Linked DNA regions of Sus scrofa: all the other regions are linked to region 3. The links are chromatin contacts, called in public HiChIP or PLAC-seq and promoter capture Hi-C maps. All regions are on one chromosome and are shown on one strand. The core of a region is the stretch at or near the end of the contact, and the rest is flanking DNA. Distances in the headings are between cores, read along the strand shown.

What was found. Promoter capture Hi-C pulls out the DNA fragments that hold promoters and counts their contacts. HiChIP or PLAC-seq counts read pairs in DNA pulled down with a chosen protein or histone mark.
Region 1: an H3K27ac HiChIP or PLAC-seq map of alveolar macrophages shows a contact between it and region 3. The contact joins the enhancer-like site here to the promoter of OTULIN in region 3. A contact is called at or near these places in 3 of 5 promoter capture datasets (fetal skeletal muscle and liver), 6 of 47 Hi-C or Micro-C datasets (embryonic fibroblasts, fibroblasts, heart right ventricle and 3 more) and 1 of 2 datasets of contacts at active chromatin or transcription factors (alveolar macrophages).
Region 2: a contact with region 3 is called in a promoter capture Hi-C map of liver, with 3 times the contacts expected there. The contact joins the enhancer-like site here to the promoter of OTULIN in region 3. A contact is called at or near these places in 4 of 5 promoter capture datasets (fetal liver, fetal skeletal muscle and liver), 25 of 47 Hi-C or Micro-C datasets (adipocytes, adipose tissue, alveolar macrophages and 12 more) and 2 of 2 datasets of contacts at active chromatin or transcription factors (alveolar macrophages and skeletal muscle).

Annotation. Positions count from the first base shown.
Region 1 is chr16:3,836,083-3,838,792 of Sscrofa11.1, reverse strand. The region is part of intron 32 of TRIO (triple functional domain protein); the gene reads right to left. Among named protein-coding and RNA genes, the nearest start is that of FAM105A, 130 kb to the left of the region's middle. Within about 2 kb of position 1,357, at least 28 of the 83 cell types and tissues checked have an H3K27ac peak or open chromatin away from gene starts, as enhancers often do. A contact at or near this core is called in alveolar macrophages, embryonic fibroblasts, fetal skeletal muscle and 2 more, where this site is marked.
Region 2 is chr16:3,904,563-3,907,313 of Sscrofa11.1, reverse strand. It overlaps TRIO (triple functional domain protein), which reads right to left. Exons shown (of 56, transcript XM_021077142.1): 47 at 2,019-2,751. Among named protein-coding and RNA genes, the nearest start is that of FAM105A, 58 kb to the left of the region's middle. Within about 2 kb of position 1,268, at least 5 of the 83 cell types and tissues checked have an H3K27ac peak or open chromatin away from gene starts, as enhancers often do. A contact at or near this core is called in liver and undifferentiated spermatogonia, where this site is marked.
Region 3 is chr16:4,061,751-4,064,497 of Sscrofa11.1, reverse strand. OTULIN (ubiquitin thioesterase otulin) reads right to left here and starts at 1,461. Exons shown (of 7, transcript XM_003133841.4): 1 at 1,142-1,461. The coding sequence starts at 1,293. LOC110257250 (a long non-coding RNA gene) reads left to right here and starts at 1,542. Exons shown (of 7, transcript XR_002339614.1): 1 at 1,542-2,027.

The DNA of each region.
Region 1 (2,710 bases), core at 108-2,607, 230 kb after region 3:
TCCTGCTCAAATTCGCCATCCTCCTACTCAAGAACCTCAGGCACAAATTCCTTATGCGGGCCTCAGACTTCCCCGCTCTAGGGTTCCAGCCCACCTTCCAGGCACGCGCAGCTACGCCGCACATGCTCCACAGCTCGAGGTGGCCGTGACCTCCTGCTGCAGTGGCCCACACACCCTGTGTTCACGTCACCCCTTTTGCTCAGAGGCCTGCCTCCCCAGTTTCTCTAGTCCAGGTCCTGCCACTCCCCTGAGAAGCTGCTCCTCCGTCTACCATCTAGCACTCTGTCCTTAAACAAACTGTGTCTCAATTCTGACGTGAACTGGGTCTTGTGTGTGTATACGTGTCTGCCCTCGGCAGGTGTGTGCCATCCTTCTGTGACTGTCCCTGCCCGAAGTGTGAGGGACTGGCTGGGTTGTCTCAATCACCACTGAGCCCCCTGTGCCAACAAGGGCCAGCACGTGGCCTGTAGGGGGAACTGGTGAAGGGCAGGCTTTCCTTGAGGCCACCTCACGCAGCACTTCGTACCAGCTAGTGGGAAAATACTGGCTGGAGTGAAAAAGGTAAAAAAGGTTTGCTCTAAAAATGAAGGCCCTGTTGGAAAACCAAACCAAAACATGGGCTTCTCCTGTGACCTGGGAACAAGCATTGTGTTCAGCATGGGATGTGCCTGGTTTTCTGTCACCATCTGGGCTTTGGCAGAGGCCCCACGAGAACAGAAGATGGATGACCGGCTGTGGTGGGTGGAAGGAAGGGATGGCAGGCCTCCTGCTGAGAAGCACCCTCTTCCAGGGAGGCCACCAGGCCTACCCCCTGGAGGAGGACTGGGAGCTGTGCCACCTGCTGCAGCTCCTGGCCCCGCAGTGTCCTTGGCCGCCTGCCTGTGCTCGAGGCTGCTGGCCGGCCCTCTGGCCCCCTCATGCTCTTCTCTGCCCTCCTGTTCTAACAGCCTGTCTTTCCAGAGAGAGCTTAGCTCTCAGAGTAAGATAGACATGTGCACTAGACAACCACAGAAAGCAAAACAATGCAAAACTCCCCCATCAAAAAGAATTGTCTTTACGAGGCCACAAAGGACATTTTTCACAAATGATTAATCCCCTTCTAGATTTTATAAATTTCTCTGTGGAAAAGCCATGCTGAGTCTCACATTTGTCCATGAACAATCGAAGATGCTGATGTGAAAATGTTAACGGCAGAGGCCCAGCCTCGAGAAGAATTTTCCCCGTAAAACCCCAGTTATGGAAGTGGTTAATCCCTGTAGCGAAAAGGAGAAATGTGACCCGGGGACAGGCCCCTCAGGCCCCCACTTCCTACGAACCCCGCCCTTGGCCAGAGCTCTCCCAGGCGGCCACTCGTCCACCGGGCCTGACTGTGAGCATGATCCCAGGGTGTCACCACCCCCGCAGTGGGAAGTTCTATGTAAGACACACTGCCTCATCGCCAGCCCGTGCTGCTCGCCTTCTCCAGTTTTAGGCATTTTTCAGACTTGCTCAAAGCCACGTGATAGTCTGCGGATGGGGGAAGGGTGGGAAGGGAGAAGGGGGCTGCCCGGAGGATCGAAGCCAGACTTTCTTTCTGGCTCTGAGTTTTCAGCCCCTTACAGAGTAATCAAAACTATTGGAAACATCTGTGCTCCTGACAGAGTCTGAGAAATAAAAATCAAGGCTGTGCTGACAAAGAATCACATACTCAGTCAACATGCTTTTTTTCAAAGGCTTTAGAGAACTTAATAACAAAATCTAGTATCAGAAGAATCTGATTTCAAACAGTGCGAGAATTATCATTAAACAAACAAATAAAAAAACTTATCTTCTTGGCTTTACCCCAAAGAATCAACTGGCCTTTCCATAAGAATCCCCTGCACAAATCTCTGAAGGGGAGAACTAAATGAACATTTTCTAGTCCAGAAAAGAGACAGCCCATGGATTTCTGTCTCAATGTGCACATTTGAATATTTTAAACTTAGTCCAAAGCTTGTCTTTAAAACCAGGCTTGTTAATTAATAACAACAACAACAAAAACATTTTTTGGTATAAAAGACATAACTATTTTGAAGATGCAATGCAAGTCATTACAGCCTTTTATAAAGAATTAAACTCCTAATGAGAGAAAGTTCAGATAATATACATCATTAACAGGTCTTATTTATTGTCAGTGACATTTCTACCCACAGTGACACAATTTCATTACTACACTGAAAGAGTTACCATTCCATTTATCTAGTTTAAAAATTCACTTTTCCTTTCCAACCATATTTTGTGAAAGTTTTCAAATGATCATTTCCAAGTCTATATATTTTATGGACTTTCTATTGTGGGCTCTTTACAACACACATTTAGTTTAGGATTAAAGTTTATGAAAAATCTCAATTTCTATGACTCACATTAACTTGTGACATTCTTATCAGAAGAGAGTTTTCCCAATTTTTCTGCTTTTCACCTTAAAAAAATTTAAATGTGGTGACTAAAAAGCATGAAATGGACTTAACTGAAGCACGGACCACAGATACTATAACCAAACGCCTCCTCCAAGACCACCCTGGTCCTTCTGAAAGGGCTGCCGGGGGAACTCCGTGACCCAAGTGCACAATTAGCAGAATCAAACCAGGGTCCTTTTGCCTGAATTCTCTCAGTGACTGAAAATGACTCAATTGCTATGTCTCACCCCAAAGAATGCAATACTCATCTCTGGTCATAGGCAGGCAAACTCTAA
Region 2 (2,751 bases), core at 19-2,518, 160 kb after region 3:
CAATCACTCCACTCTTGCTCTCAGCAGAACTTTCTAGAAGGTGCCCATTAAAGGAGGAAGAAGGACCTGGGATGTGGGTTAGGCACACCTTCTTGGCCGTGACCGCAGACAACTTCAAGGAAGCAGACAAGGAGGAAGGAGGCCGCTGCTGGCCCTCCCGGGGGGTGGCATCAGGTAGGGCAGCAGTTCTTTTTAAATGAAATACTCAAGAGCTCTACAGATGGTTTCCGAGGCCCATCCTAAGCCTCCAGTGGTCTTCCCAGGCCTCCAGGGCATTTCTTTAAGGCATTGGGATTCATCTAAAACACTGGCAATTCCCCTTGACAGGTTACCTACCACATAAGAAACAGTGAGAGGAAGAAATAAGAGGCAACTTTTGCAATCTAAAACCTGCCAAAATGTGTGGTGCCCACAATGGTGCTAGTCTCTGGGGAGATCCAGGCAGGGGCGCTGGCTGTGTACTCACAGGAGACCAGCACCGGCTCTGTGCTGGGGCAGGTCAGGTGTTCCTTCTGGAACACAGATTCCAAGAGCTCCTTGGGGGCTTAAAGGGAAACCGTCCATCCAGGTTGGGATGGGGTCACGGGCCGCTGCCTGACCGATCTTGGAGCGTTCAGCTAGGTGCTGGCAGGCACGGGATCATGGGGCCTCGCATCTTCCTTCAGCTGAACCCGCATTCTAATGCTTACCTGTACACCTAGCATTTCAGAACTAACAGGAGGTGTGGGTTCAGGCTACTCTGCAAGACACAGTAAGGCACCGTGGTGATGACGACGACGACGACACTGGCCAGAGCCACTGCAGAGAATGCCTGCCCTGACCACTTACTTTTGAGAATAAGACTCAAGGGTAAATAAATGTACCAAGACTTTTTTCTTGATTTCTTCCTCAATTAGATATAAAGGTTGAGGTTAACAAAATACATAAAAAACAGGAGGAGAGAATAAGGACAAGTCAACCCAAACAAGACATTATCAGAAGTCCAGAGGAAAGAGAGAGACATGCAAAAGCCAAATTTCTTTCTTTTTCTTTTTTTGTATAAAGAGAGACACAGACCCTTTTAGGGAAATGTATTTAAAAATTTATAAATCGATCAAACATACACTCATTAGAACAGTTCTATCCCCTCACACATGCCTTTAGGAAGGTGTTATGGGTCAGATCATCTGCCGGGCAGGAGAGTGAGGAAGCCACAGGATGGGGTAAAAACCGACCACAGCAACCCTTCTGCTGAGAACACCACAGTGCCAGGCGATGCCCCACAGCACCCGCAGCCCGCACTGCGCCCCCTGCTGGCCAGAACGCGGACGCTCCGAATCCAGCCTGCCTGCGCCTCCGCTCCCAGCCGCCGGCAGAGCCCAACATCCAGAGGCCCTAAAGCAGTCTCTCTCTTCCACAGTGAAACTTGGGGGGCAGGGGGACAAATATTTCCACTGGAGAGATTCCTTCCCCCTATTTGGTCAGCTTTGTTTGCTTTGAGTTGCTGGTGGAAATTTCTTGAGGGATTTTTTTTTTCAGCAGATGAGTCAAAAACGCTGCCAAGATTAATTTAAGGCATAAAAGAGCACAACCAAGCGATGAGCAGAAAGCTTAGAGTGGACAGGTTTCAGTTTACACAGGAGGCAGAGAGCAGGGACACTGACCCCTCCAAAAAGAGTGTGTGAGGAAGGCAGGGGCGTGAGAGGAAGTTCCAAGATAGTCTGCTGGTCGGAAAATGAAAAACGCTTAAAGACGCTGCATTCGGAAGGTTAAGGATCTGCTTTGCCATATTAAGGAGACACAAAGCAAGGAGCGAGTTAGTAGAGCCGAGAGCACGCCGTCCGCCGGAGCAGGAAGGGTTAGCAGGCGTCCCGCGTGTCCGCGTGGTCAGTGAGAGAGGCCGGAGGAGCGGATGACTGTGGCGCAACAGCCCAGAGACCGGATTAGTACGAGGACAGCGGCGACGACGCGGGAGGTTTAGAAGAGCCGCGGGACAGAGGCAGTGGGGCGGGCGGGCGGAGGCGGCTGGGCGCTCTTACCCCGTTGCTCTGGGTGGACTGCACGGACTGCTCGCTGGCCGAGGAGCACGTGCTCATGCGGTCCGTGTCCTTGCCGGGGGCCGCGTGGCGGTGCGCCTGCCGCTGGAGGGAGTCACTGTCCCCCGGGAAGGTGAAGGAGCCCGGCCGGCTGGCGGGGGAGGCAGGGATGGAGCTCCAGAAGGAGCCCCCCTTCTGCAGGGGGCTGCTGGGGGGCAAGGGCTCCTTGCCGAACGGAGAGGGGAACGCGGTGGCCAGAGGAGAGTTCAGAGGTGAGATGGCCCCGGGCCTGGGCTTGCCCAGCGGCAGGGAGCCCAGGCTGCTCCGTGAGCGGCTGTCGTCTGGGGCTGCCGGCGCCTCCTTGGTGGCTCCATCCTGATGGGCACCCGCAGCACTCCTGGAGGACTTCCGGGGGCTCTCCATCACCTTCATCTTGGGGATCGGTTCCGTTTCTGGCTCAGGACCTTCGGGCTCTCCGCTGGCTGGGGGCCTGCCCGGCTGGCCAGGGCCGGCCTCCGGGGCAGGGCTGCTGCTGGGAGGAGGCAGTGACCGGCCGGGAGTGGACATACCTGACATCTTGTCTGCCTCTGCCTGGCTCGAAGCTGCAGAGGAGACCAGCACGGGGGAGTGGTGTCTGACAGGCTGGGGGATCCGGGAGGGTCTGCTCCTGCTCGAGGTGGGGAGGCCGCTGCAGCTGCTGGGGCCGCTGCTGTGGTTGCTGCTGCTGCCGCCACTA
Region 3 (2,747 bases), core at 212-2,711:
ATTCTTCAAACATAGGATATCTGGCAATTATAAGCTGGAACTTAGCCGACCTTGGCCCCAACAAACCCAGCTCCCCAGGAATCCATGTTCTACACCTGGCCAGCTTCACTCACTCACTCAGGTTATCTGCTTAGCTCCTGTGAGCAGGAATTTAAGACCTCCTGCTCTAAATCTTTCTCAGTGGGTTGTTTACCCACTTAGTGCACATATTATTATCCCAAGGGGTGTGGGTATTCAAGAAATGAGAATGCCAAACCCCACAGTAAAGAACCAGGCAAGCAAGAATTATTTTAATACATTATCTGCAATAACAGCCCCCCACCCCTTTTTAGGAAATGGCACACTTTTAGGGCACTTTTTGGCCAATTAAGGTATCTGTCAAACTGCTTATTTGAGAGCTTCCGTCATTTTTGGAATTCCAAAGGCATTTATATGTGACCAGAACTTGAAAGTGCAGTAAAGTTTCGGTCTTCTACTTTAAATTTTGCTTCCAACCCCCGCCCCCAACCCCCAGATCTTTGCAGAAACTCTAAACTCCTTTGATTTACACTGCCTTCTTTACGGTTCAATAAATAATTGATCTAACCAGCACTGCCTTTGGTATTTAAAAATATAGGGGGTTGGAGACACCTAGTTAAGCAGCTAACAGGCAAAACAATTGGGTCAGCCTCCGTCCAAAGTCTGTCCAACAGGTGGGACGCTCATCAAGCCGCGACTTGCCTTCCAAGAACAAACATGTCGCCTGGCTCAGCTTCCCCGTGGCTGTGACAGGGACAACCTTACTTCCTTCCCGCACCAGGCTGGAGAAGAGATCTCATGGAAGGGAGCTGTAATATGCTTCTGAAGTTTGTTCCCCAAGACTCTGGAGCGTTCTTTAGCTTTAAAAGCTATAGAGGGATCAAAAAAGGGGATGGAGGCACCGGATAACCTGGATTTTAAGAAGCGCCCTCCGGAAAAACTTTTGTACTCAGACACGATACAAGGGGCTTCAAATTCCTCGTCGCCCATGACCTTACTTAGAAAACAAGGTGCGAAGAAGCCTCCCCCTGGCTACTCTCCCGCCCACCCACAGCCTCCCCTACGGGACGGAGCCCGGCGCCCCCGCCCGTCCAGCCGGCCCCAGCCCGCGCCCCTCACTCACTGCTCGGCTGCGCACCGCATCGCGGCCCGCGGCGGCCCGCCGGCTGCCGCCTTCCCGCCCTCCGGTGCCGCGGCCCCCGCCTCCCACGCCGGCTTCTCGGCACAGCTCGCGCCCGGCCACGCTCCGGGCTGAGGCATGGTCCCCCGACGCATGGGGCCGCCGGCGGCGCCGCGGGGGTTCAGCCGCTCTCGAGCGACCCGGGGCCCCACCCTTCGGGGCGCCCGGCCGTGGCCGCTGCCGCCCTGCTGCCCGCGGGCTCGGGTGGGTGCACCGGCCGCTTCCGCGCGCGTCACCACCTCCCGCCCCGTGGCCTCTAACCCGCGGCGAGGGGGCGCGGCCAGAGGCGGCGGGGAGCCCGGCGACGAGGCGCCTGCGCATGCGCTTGCGCCCGCCTAGCGGCCTGCGGCCAGGACCGCCCACGCGAGGCTTTTTCTGCGCTTGCTCCGCCTCCGCACGCCGCTGGCCGCCCGGGCTTCTCGGCGCGCGTTCGTCGCGCTGACAGTCCCGTCCGCTGCTTGTCCTCGAGTCCTGGGGTGTGAGGAAGCGAAAAGGGACTGGACGAGCGGTGGGCTACCTCTTCGGTGAGGAAGAAGTCCGGCCTGGGGTGCGAAGGGCGCTGACGTTTGGGGGCACCTTACAGTGTCGCTCTGGGCTTCCGAGTTTCTCCCTCCGCTGGCTGGCTTCCTCAGCTAAAGAGCAAGGGATGTGCCCGGGTGGGTGATATGCAACTTGCTAGGCCTCCCTCCGTGGCTGTCCCGTCACCACCCGCCCCGAGCTCAGAGACCGGAGGCTTCTGGTGTGGGGTCGGGCTTGTCGCCCCAGGGCAGGGAGTTACAGCCCCTTCCTTCCGTGAGGGTGAGAAGGGCGACATGGTTCGACACAGCAGGTGAGCCAGCACAGCACAGTGTGTATTCTTGGACCACGTTCTTTAAAATAAAATTTGAAATTTGATTTAGGAAGGAGCAACAGCAAAGGAAAAATACTAGCAGACTTCAGACATCAGAAGACAAAATGTTTCAGCTTTAGGGAGGAAATAGAGTAGCCGCTAAAGATGGGCAGCAGTCGAAAGTGCTAGAAGTGTTACTAAAGCAAAGAGCTCAGGACCAAATAATGGGGAAGGGATTGGTATGGGCAATCCAGAAACCTACAAGTAGCTCTGGGGCAAAACTGGTTCAAAACAGGGTATTTTATTGAAAGATGAAACTGGGAGAAGGGTGCTGGAGACCAGATCTCAAAAAGTCACCTGCAGTTAATTAAAGACCTTGATCTTCCTTGAAAGATCACTACAGTTAGAGAAAAGATTGGGAAAGAGCAAGACGGACCAGTGTTAGGGAGACTAAGTGCTAATGGGCATCAAAGGGAGAAACTGGATGTAAAGAATCCTTGCATTTTAAGGCAAAGAACTATGGTGGGTTTTACCCTTTCATTTTGAGAGTGATAAATACACATGCTTTAAAAATGCATAGCATACAAAAGACTATGCAGTTAAATTTTGTATTGATAGTAAGGGTGTGGGATTATAGCGGATGACTAGTGTACCCTAAAATTCATTCCAACTGGAAACTCACTGTGACCTTATTTGGAAATAGGTTCTTTGAGGATGCAA